2 separate regions of the Mus musculus genome follow, and region 1 is linked to region 2. A link is a contact called in public HiChIP or PLAC-seq data. All regions are on one chromosome and are shown on one strand. The core of a region is the stretch at or near the end of the contact, and the rest is flanking DNA. Distances in the headings are between cores, read along the strand shown. Region 1 has its middle 96 kb from the start of Nckap5. Region 2 overlaps Nckap5 (NCK-associated protein 5).

Evidence for each region. HiChIP or PLAC-seq counts read pairs in DNA pulled down with a chosen protein or histone mark.
Region 1: an H3K27ac HiChIP or PLAC-seq map of stem cell-derived neural progenitor cells shows a contact between it and region 2, with 9 times the contacts expected there. The contact joins two enhancer-like sites. A contact is called at or near these places in 1 of 39 promoter capture datasets (hippocampal neurons), 2 of 115 datasets of contacts at active chromatin or transcription factors (astrocytes and stem cell-derived neural progenitor cells) and 1 of 9 other capture datasets (embryonic stem cells).

What each region holds. Positions count from the first base shown.
Region 1 is chr1:126,924,340-126,929,368 of GRCm38.p6, reverse strand. No RefSeq gene overlaps it. Among named protein-coding and RNA genes, the nearest start is that of Nckap5, 96 kb to the right of the region's middle. Within about 2 kb of position 3,713, at least 61 of the 459 cell types and tissues checked have an H3K27ac peak or open chromatin away from gene starts, as enhancers often do. A contact at or near this core is called in stem cell-derived neural progenitor cells, where this site is marked.
Region 2 is chr1:126,022,403-126,027,255 of GRCm38.p6, reverse strand. It overlaps Nckap5 (NCK-associated protein 5), which reads left to right. Exons shown (of 17, transcript NM_001081756.1): 12 at 1-2,980; 13 at 4,046-4,223. Among named protein-coding and RNA genes, the nearest start is that of Gm35562, 21 kb to the left of the region's middle. Within about 2 kb of position 2,570, at least 31 of the 459 cell types and tissues checked have an H3K27ac peak or open chromatin away from gene starts, as enhancers often do. A contact at or near this core is called in stem cell-derived neural progenitor cells, where this site is marked.

The sequences.
Region 1 (5,029 bases), core at 2,464-4,963, 900 kb before region 2:
GGAATTTACAATCATAACTTTACAAATCTAGTTTATCAAGCATTTATGAACCAGGTGCTGTTTGAGACTATCTGCTTCTACTGTAGAGCAATAACTATTTGAAGATCCCTGGATACCAATACCTTATTACTATATATTTATTTCCCCGTGCGTGCATGTGTGTGTGTGTGTACATGTTTATGTGTGCATATGTGTATGTGTGTGCATGTGTGTGTGTGTGTGTGTGTGTGCGTGTGTATTCTGTTTGTGTAGGCAGGGTCCATATAAACTAAGGCATGCATGTGGAGGTCAGAGGACAACCTGAACCCTCTAACTTGTCTGAGACAGGGTCTCTTTCTCCACTGCTGTCAGTGGCCGTCTAGGCCTGAAGGCTTCTAGAGACTCTCCTCTCCCTCTCTGCCTCTCATATCTATGCAGTCATGCTGGGATTACAGATATCCTCAACTCCACTTGGCTTTAAGTAGGTTCTAGGGATCCAAACTCAGGTCTATGTGCTTCTGCCACAAACAGTTCCCACAGAGCCACCTTCCAAACCCTTTCCCCATTTTAGATATTGAGATAATTAACCAAACCAATGTTGATAGAAGCATGAATGTGAAATTTAAAACAAGGTTTATGTGGGTGCTTATTAAAGACCTCCAGTTTTTCATTGCCAAACAACTGTGCCCATTTCTGCTTAATGTTTGCTACAGTTCCCGGGGCTGCAGATGGGTTTTAACGGCCTCCTGGGTGCTGTTTGGGGTCTCTCTCTTGAAGCTGTAGGTGCCCATGGGAATACTTGGAGGTGGTGGAGGCACCGTCGGCTGTTGCTTTGAAAGTGACTGCTGCTGGATTTTAAGTATTCTAATTAATTCCAGTTTTTAATCATGCAGGCTCTTCGGGGTTTCTAAAGGCAAGGGCACTGGTTTGGAAAAAGAAAAGCCAGTTGCCAGCTGCTCATGTCTGTGTGGATTTCCGTTTTCCTTCTCTGAGTCAAGTGCTCACGTTTGCAGGAAGTGCCAGGGAGGGATTTGGCTCCTGCCCCACAGAAGGAAGGGTTATCAAGTGTGTGCTAGAGTCTGAGGTCAGCTACCAAAGACTAACAGATTCGTGCAATCTAGAAGCAGGGTGTAGGTGTTTGGAGCAAAGGGCTCGGTGGCTAAGGGTCCTTGCTGCTTTTGCAGAGGATCAGGGTTCAGTTCTGAGAACCCACATTGGAGCAGCTCACAATCATTTCTAACTCCATTTGCAGAGGACCCAAATACCCTCTTCTGGACTCTGAGGGTGCATGTGTGTCCATTGTGCACATGCAGACAAGCAGGAACACACATGCACACAAAATGCAACAAACCATAATAATAATAATAATAATAATAATAATAATAATAATAATAATAAAGCAGGGTAATGTTGGGGCCTAAAATAGAATCAGTAAAGAGTCCCCTGTGTGCCTTGATACCTATGAAACTCCGGTTTCCTCATCCTTCCTATGTAGGATGAGTTTCAAACACGCATGCGTGAAGTCTCATAGCGGTCAGGTGACCTGACAAAGGCTGCTCCGTTGGCTAATATTCATCCCTAACTGAACAAGGTCTGTACTTCCCATGAACTTCTAGGCATACCTGTGAGGGAATTTCCTCACCCTCACATGCTAACTGATGTGAAGAGACCTACTCCTGCATGTGAGCAGCACCTTTGGGCAGCACCCAGTATACAATATCAGGGAAAAGGTTTGCTCTTTGCCTGCCTACCTTCGCATCTTGTTTGTAAATTCATCTGCCCCGCTTCCAAGTTCAGAGCCTTTGTAATCGCTGCTGTGGTTGCTGCTGCTCCACCCTTCACTGATGGCTCCTTTGGCCTCTAACCTGGACTGAAGACCAGCAGTTCTCCAGGGGTCCTCCAGTCGTTCAGTGCCTCTCAGTTTCATGGATTGAGAAACCTAGGTAGGTCCTAGGACTGGAGCCTGTCCTTGTTTATAAGCTCTGACATTTGTAAAATGTCAGCTTGCACTGTCGGCAATAGTTTTTCCAGCGAGCATTAGAAAGACAAATTAGACAACAAAGGCCCACCAGGGAATACTCAGCTTGCACAGCGCTTATGTTTGACCTGTGAGATATAGGCCCCAGTTTCTTTTCCCTGGGGAGCAAGTCTCCCTGTCTCCTGCTAGTTGTCCCCTAAGAACATCCCCACTCACTTGCTATTGACACAACTGGTCCTGGCCTCATCGCTATCCCGGTTGCTCCCTTTCATGTTCTTGGCTCTCTCAGTCCAGAGCCCCCCTTCCTTTCTCCAAATATCCCAGCCTCCTTTACTCCATGTGACCTCCGCTCTCTGTAGGACCCTGGGTCTATATGTACATGGCAGATTTTAATCTTTGACACAATATTAAAGATTATTAAAATGATAAAATGAATGCCAACCGCGGGCTCCAGGAAATTAAATTTTGAGGTGCGAGTGGCAGATTTCTCCAAAGAATAAATCTGTGATGGAGGATACTTTTGGTATCTTCTTTGGATGACTGGGTCTTGACATTTTACTTAATTAAAAATTATTTGTTGTGACTGTAACTTCCGTTTCAAATTAAACCATCAGACTTCCTAATTTTTCGGTCCGTTAGTTACGTTGAATCCCAGTTTTCGGCACTCATCTTTATGTACCTCCCTGGGATTTTGTTGGTAGGTCAGAGGGTGCACTTAGGTCAGTGCCTTCTGAGAAAATTAAGAGCTGAGTGGACAGTCCTGGGGTGGGGTACAAGTGTGTTAATTTCTTATTCAGGAATCCTTACCTGCATTCTAGAAACAACCCTTTACTCTGAAGAGTAGGAGAGTGAAGGAACCAGTATCCCCTCTGAGTTCCAACCCTGCTCCTGTGAGCTCCCAGCTCAGAGGTGCTCATGTTGACTTTGAGTAAGCCCTGGCTCGTCTCCTACTTACGCTTTCATGTATTAGAAAGGTTGTATGGGGGTGGGGGAAAGCTCAGTCATTAAAGTGCTTGCCTTGCAAATATAGATCAATCACCCAGAAGCCATGTTTAGAATACTGGGCATGGTAGTGAGCTCTCATAGTCCCTCTGCTGGAAGGCTGAGAGACAGGTGGATCCTCAGGGCTCACTGGTCAGCCAGGCGAGACTATTAGCATGTTTTAGGTCAATGAGAAACTCTCATTAATTGTTTAAATGGAAGATGCGGAAGGAACAGCGCCCACAGTTGCCTTCTGGATTCCTTATTTGTAGGTACAACCTCAGCCACACGAAAGAGGGATGATGACATTTTTCATACTCTGTTCATGAAAGATTATCAGGAGGGGTCAGGCTCAAGTCAGCACCATGTCAGGGTGCCTATTACAGAGCCCGTGTCTGGTGAAGATGGTGACAACTCTGCCAGCAGCCAATCATCTTACTTTCAGGACCATTGTGCCATGGCAGCCTTTTCTGAGGATGCTTCAAATACCCCGTGGAGCCCAGGGAAAGGCATCAGGACTCCAGAATGCCCCAGATCTTAGAGTAGCCATATGTGGGGCACAGATGTGTACAGTTAACAGCTCTACTGTTTCTCTCACCCCTTAAATCGGGTGACTTAACCCGCGGCATTTAGCTACTGCACTCAGAATCCTCCTGTTGCCGGTACTGCTCTCAAAACACAGTAGGGCAGGCTCTGAGCCAAGTCTTGGGCAGTGTCTGCCAGGATTGTCTGAAAGCCAATAGGAGTCTCTGAGCCAAGAATGGTTGTTGGCCCAGAGAGACCACAGGGCCTCCTAACCAGTAGGGAGGGGAATCACCGCCCATAGTGTCTCATAGAGAAGAAGGAAAATAGACACTGAAGTCAGCATAATTCCCGGGGAGTTCCAGCGAAGACTGGCAGATAAAGGCTTGGGTTCTGGAATCTTAGGTCAGATTGCTGCCTCAGAGCACAGAGGTGACACTCCCAGGGACAGACGCAATGATCTCATTTTGCTCTGTAGAGACATGGATAGGAATCACAGCATTCTCATCTGACCAGGTCTGAAAGGCAGCCTCTGTTTACAGACAGATGTCTGACAGGACCAGCCAGCATGATGTAGTGATGTCAAGAGAGCCTACACAAGAGCAGGGGGGAGCCATTCAAACAGAGCCTTCCTCTGTCATAGTTGGAACCAATCTGCTAGGTCCCAAGGCTCCAAGGCTCGTATTACAAACTCCTTATTCCCCTTTCCCTGCCTCAAAGAAAAACGGTATCATTGTGACAACCGCAGCACACACCCTTACCTGCATGAGTCTTTCCTTGTATTTGGTCTGGAATCCTATCAGCACACACTGTAACATCTCCTTCACGCTGGAACTCAGTTCTTTAGTTTTACCTTGGAACTTTTTTTTTCTTTTAAAAATAATTTTCCAATTTTTATTTGGACACTTGACACGTGAATATAATGAATCTCGGTCTCTTTTTATCCTTTGACAATTTCATGTATGTATATAAAGGGTTTTGGTCATTTCCTTCCCCTTCCAGACACCCCGTCATCTTTCTCCCCCACTGAAACTTCCCTTCCCAATAACCCAATTTGATGTCTTTTTAATGATTTATTTTTGGGACTCACCAAGTTTAGTTAGGGCTGTGTGCATAGCATGGATGAGGGTTATTTACTGGAGCACAGGCAATAGCACCCTGGCAGAGAATGACTCTTCCCAGCGACCATTCACTGTCCACAGTCTTCCAGGGAGGGGACGAAGCCAATAGGAGTTGGGATGCCTATTACAGAGCCCGCGCTCCCCACTGTGCCTGATGGAGTGTTCATCAGCCTAGTCCTTCAGAGGTCAGCACAGCTACAGCGAGCTCATGACTGAGCCCTCAATAGATATGTCTTAATCATTCTTCTTTTTCTGTTTTCGCTTGCTTGTTGGTGATAGCCTATGTGTTGAAATTGTGTCCAATCTACATGTATATGTTTATTTATGCTTGTGGTGGCTGCAGGGGATGGGATCAGAGGACAACTTGCAGGAATCAGGTTTCTCCTTCCGCTACCGGATCTCTGGGATTGAACTAGGGGCATCAGGCTTGGTGGCCGAGCCTCTCCTT
Region 2 (4,853 bases), core at 1,321-3,820:
TAGAGGTGGGATTCAGAAAGTCTGAAGGTGGCTCTCGGGACATGGGAGAAGAAGCATGTCCCACCCACTTAGAGACTAGCCCGAAGGCATTCAGTTTCATCAAGCAACAAAGGGTTGTCAAGAGGACCTCTTCGGAAGAATGTGTCACGGTCATATTTGATGCAGAAAATGGAGAGCCAGTGGAATTCAGCTCTCACCAGGCTGGAGTCGTCACTGTCACCAGGGATGAAATTTCCATCAGCTCAGCCCTTGCTGGGCCCTCAGAGGAACTCACTGAACTTTCACCTCAGGAAATTACTCACTTCCAGGCAGGAGCTACTGCAAGAGACTGTCCTTTTCTGAAGAGACCTGAAGAGGAGACTGCGAAAAACATTCCAAAAGATGAAAATCATATTCTCACAGCTCCGAATGACTTCTTCAGCTCCCAGACTATAATAACTCAGAATTCCCCAAGACCAAAGCTCGCCAAACCCACACAGGGGGTAGCCTGGCAGAGTAATTCTAGACCTGTTGGAAACATGGGTGTCTACACAAAGCAAGGTCTGACAAAAATCCCTTCCAGAGGCAAGTCTTCACCTCAGAAATCCAAACTTGTGGAGTCTATGCCCACCATGCTGGTCCCCTCCAGTGCCCTAGTGACTCCTGAAAAGACACCAGCATCCCCTATGGGGAAACTCTCACAATGTAGAAAGGCAGAGAGCCCTGGTTCTCTCTGTGATGTACAGCCAGAATCACACATTCCAAAACACCCTGCCCAGGTTCCTCATATCCCCAAAATTTCCAATAAGAAGAACTGGGTTCAGTGCCCCAGGAGTCAGACTTCAGGGATCCAGTCACGGCATCTCATGGGGAGAAGTGACAGTAGTGAAATGAGGTCCAATGGCTGTGTCTCTGCGCCACAGACAAGAATGAGGTCTCCCTCCCCTCCAACCCCTCCAGGGAGATCAGTGTCACTCCTGGTTAGACCCAGTTATGATTACCCACCACTACCATCACCTGCCAAACCTGAAACTCAGGGCCCTGGAGACGCTGTAAGTCCAGGGTTGAAATCCCCGCTGTTGAAAGGATCCTCTGCTCCTCTTGTCTCTTCCAGTCCAGTGATGTCAGAAATACAGAAGAAACCATCTGTGGCCTCCAGAAAGTCTGCCTTCCCTCCAGCTCTTCCCTCAACCCAAGCGGTAGTGCACACCAGATACCCTGAACACATAGCCTCCAGTCCATTTGCTGTGACGACTTCAGGGCCCCCAAAAGTCTCTCCAAAAAGAGGCATCCCTAAACCTCCCCCTCACCATGCACTAGGAACTGCCCACATGGACACAGACTTACAGACACCCAAGACTTGTCCTTCAAGCTGTGAACTGCTAGAGGTGACATCTTGTAAAAGCCTGTCTCCAGGGAGAAAAAGACAGTTGAGTGACAGCACTGTGATGCCCCACAGGCCTTCCTTCTCAGGAGTGAATGAGTCCTTGACACCTCAGGTTAACAGTCCATCCTCCTCTTCCTCATCCTGTAGAAACCAAGGGTCCTCACAAGGTGGCCAGAACTCTCCCGAGAAAGGACCTAAAACTCGCCTCCCAGTAGGACTCAAAGTTCTCATGAAGTCTCCTCAGTTGCTCAAGAAAACTTCCTTGGTACCAGGGAAACAAGAAAAGGATAGTTTAAATGAAGCATCTCGAAGCTGTGTAGCAGCAAACACGTCTAATCCTGAGGACTCCAAAGACCCTGCAAGTCTGGAGACCTCAAGAGATGAGAGAACCACAGCCTTACTAGGTGTGAGAGGTCCCGACAGTCTAGCTAGAGGACTTGCCTTAGACTCAACAATGCCAGAATCGTTAGAATGTAGCATCTCCAGAGATGATGGAAGAGATGGGGCAGACAGCAGAGCCATAAAAAGATCCTTCTCCTCCAGCAAGCCACACCTAAAGCCTGCTCTAGGCATGAATGGAGCCAAAGCTCGGAGTCAGAGCTTCAGCATCCACTTGGGAGAGAAGCCTTCCACACCCCCAACAGAAGGGCCAGGCAAGATTCGAACTCAGATTATCACCAACACGGCTGAAAGAGGCAACTCCCTCACCAGACAGAATATCTCAATGGAAGGGTCCCCAAGCAAGACCCCCTCTGTCTCAACATCTGATAATCTGCCCAATGCTGGAAGGCCCCTGGGAAACCCCTTTTCCAGGCAGAGTTCTCTCTGTAGCACCGGAAGTTCTAGCAGCCAGCACGGAAGCCCAAGCAAGTTACCCTTGAGGATGCTCACAAGGCCGGAAGGACTCCTCACTCCTGGAGTGGAAGACCAACGGCTCTCTACTCAGGAAGAGTGTCCTGAAAGAGGTGTACATGAGCAATCTAGCAGTGACCACCATAGGCATCCATCTCCTCTTTCAGACTGCCCTCAGTTCCTGCACGTTCCAGGGAGGATGCAGCGCCCAAGCAATTTGGAAACAAGTGGGATATCTAAGCTAGAAACTTCTGGAAGGCATCCAGATGCTTCTTCAACTGGGACTAGTGTCGTGAGCCCAGAAGCCCCCCTCTCACCCTCCATCGAAGAAAAGGTCATGTTGTGCATTCAGGAGAATGTGGAAAAGGGCCAAGTGCAGACAAAGTCTGCCTCTGTGGAAGTGAAGCCCAGGGCAGGGCCTTCGTTCACCAGCTGGTTTGGTTTTCGAAAGAGCAGGCTTCCAGCTCTCAGTAGCAGGAGAATGGAAGCTTCCAAGAGTAAAGTGGAAAAGAAAGACACAAAACTGAAATCTGAGAGGAAAAAAGAAAAGAAGAAAGCTGAAGTACAATCAAAGATAGAAAACGAACTGAGTAGGGGGACCAAGAAGGCAGATGGTCAGAGTCCAGACGATGGTCTGCAAAGCTCAGAGAGTCTGAAAGTATCCCAAGACATTTATAACCAAATGAAGTTGGAGCCAAGGAATAGACCCAGCCCTGCTGTGTGCCCAACAAAAGATGCCTTCATGACAGAACTTCTAAACAGGTAAACACATGTGAACGGAGAAGGGCAATGTAGAGGGGTCTCCCTGCTCCCCCAAACCCAAGGAGAGCTGTTTACTTCCTCATCATTAAATACCAGCCAAGCATAATCTCTACACACGCAGAGACTATAATCCCTTATACATTAGCTATAATTTAAACAGTGAAATAAAAGTTAGCTATAAAATGATAATTTAGTTCATGTTCCTTTCTTAACCAAGCCAATGGTCTTTGAAATTAAAGAATAGTGAGTTACATCCAGGTTGATAGCAATTCAACCCACACCAGGAACCATGAATGTATCCACATTGCATGAAATGGAAGAAAATTACACACACGTTTGAAAGCATGCCGATTTCATTGATCGCGCTGAGCAAATGTATACTTAGAACTTTCCAGAAGTAATTACTTTTCCTGCCGATCTTAAGCCAGAAATGTATTTAGCAATCACCCTTTGGCGTTTTATATTCTGTCCCTCCCCAAAAGCAATTATAAAAATAAAATAGAGGCTATGGAGAGATGGCTCAGTCAGTAATATGCTGACCTTACAAGCATGAAAACCTAAACTCCATCCTCAGAACCCACATAAACAAAAGCCAAGCATGGTGGCACAGTCTTGTGCTCCTATTGCAGAGGCCATGGAGACAGACAGAGCCTTGGACTTCTCTGGCCAGCCAGAATAACCTACTTGGAAGTTCCAGGCCAATGAAATATTTTGTGTCACAAACACCTAAGGAATAACACACAAGAAGACATCTTTTACCTTACACACACACACACACACACACACACACACACACACACCAGTGCACACAAGCCTGTTTCTATGTGCACACATTTAATAAACAGTGTAATGAAGTAAGTTATTATCCTTGCAAATCTAAGTTGACACACTAGTGAAATATTTGAAGATATTTTTGCTCAAGGCTAGAGAGAGCAACACTTATCATTGAAAGGTTTAAAGACAAAGAGGCACGCTGAGGTTACCTTAAACATTAAAGGGCTGGAAGAGGAGTGTGATTGAAAACGGCCGATGTAATTTATCAGAGGAATCACTTTCTACCTGCAGAGTTGATAAGAGAGCCTCGGTACAGAGAGAGAGTGGATCAAAGGGTGTTTCCTGCAGGAGCGTGTTAGAGGGCACCTCCCAGGGCTCCTGTTTCGCCAGCGGCTCTGTGAGCACTCAAGGAAGTCAAAAGAAAAACATCAAAACCAAAGTCGATATGGAAAAACCAAGAGAATCCTTGGTAAGCACTTTGCCACGCTGGCTGAAAAACACTTGATTCGGGATGTTCTGGTAAAGTAGGGTGGTGCCAATCTGAGAAAAGACTGTTTATAATATGTAGACTGTGCTTTTTTATATTAATCTCTTCTTCCCTCCCTATTTTCTCCCTCTTTCCTCTCCTCCTCTGTGTATATTTATGTATGACTAGCAATGTCTCACATGTGTGGAGGTCAAAGGACAACATCCACTGCCATTCCTCCTGTCCACCATTTCTGAGACAGGATCTCCTGTTCATGGTTGCGTAGAGCAAGCTAGCTGCCCTACGCAGTTCTGTGGTTCTCCTGTATCCACGCTCCATCGCATCTCACTGAGGTTACAGACATACAGTATTATGCTCATCTTTATATGGATACTGGGTATCTAAACTCAGGTCCTCACCCTTCGATGACAAGCATCTTAGCTACCGAGCCATCTGCCTAACCAGAGAGAAAAAAAATTTAAAGAAGAGAGAAACACAGGAGACAACAGCTAAAACGGTGGCAGCTAAGACCTTGTGTGGGTGTGGTTCCCTCTGGGAATACTGTTCTCTTTGGGTCTATTTTCAGACAATTCTATAATCTCTGTGTATTACCAGAAAGTGTTGCTACCAAGA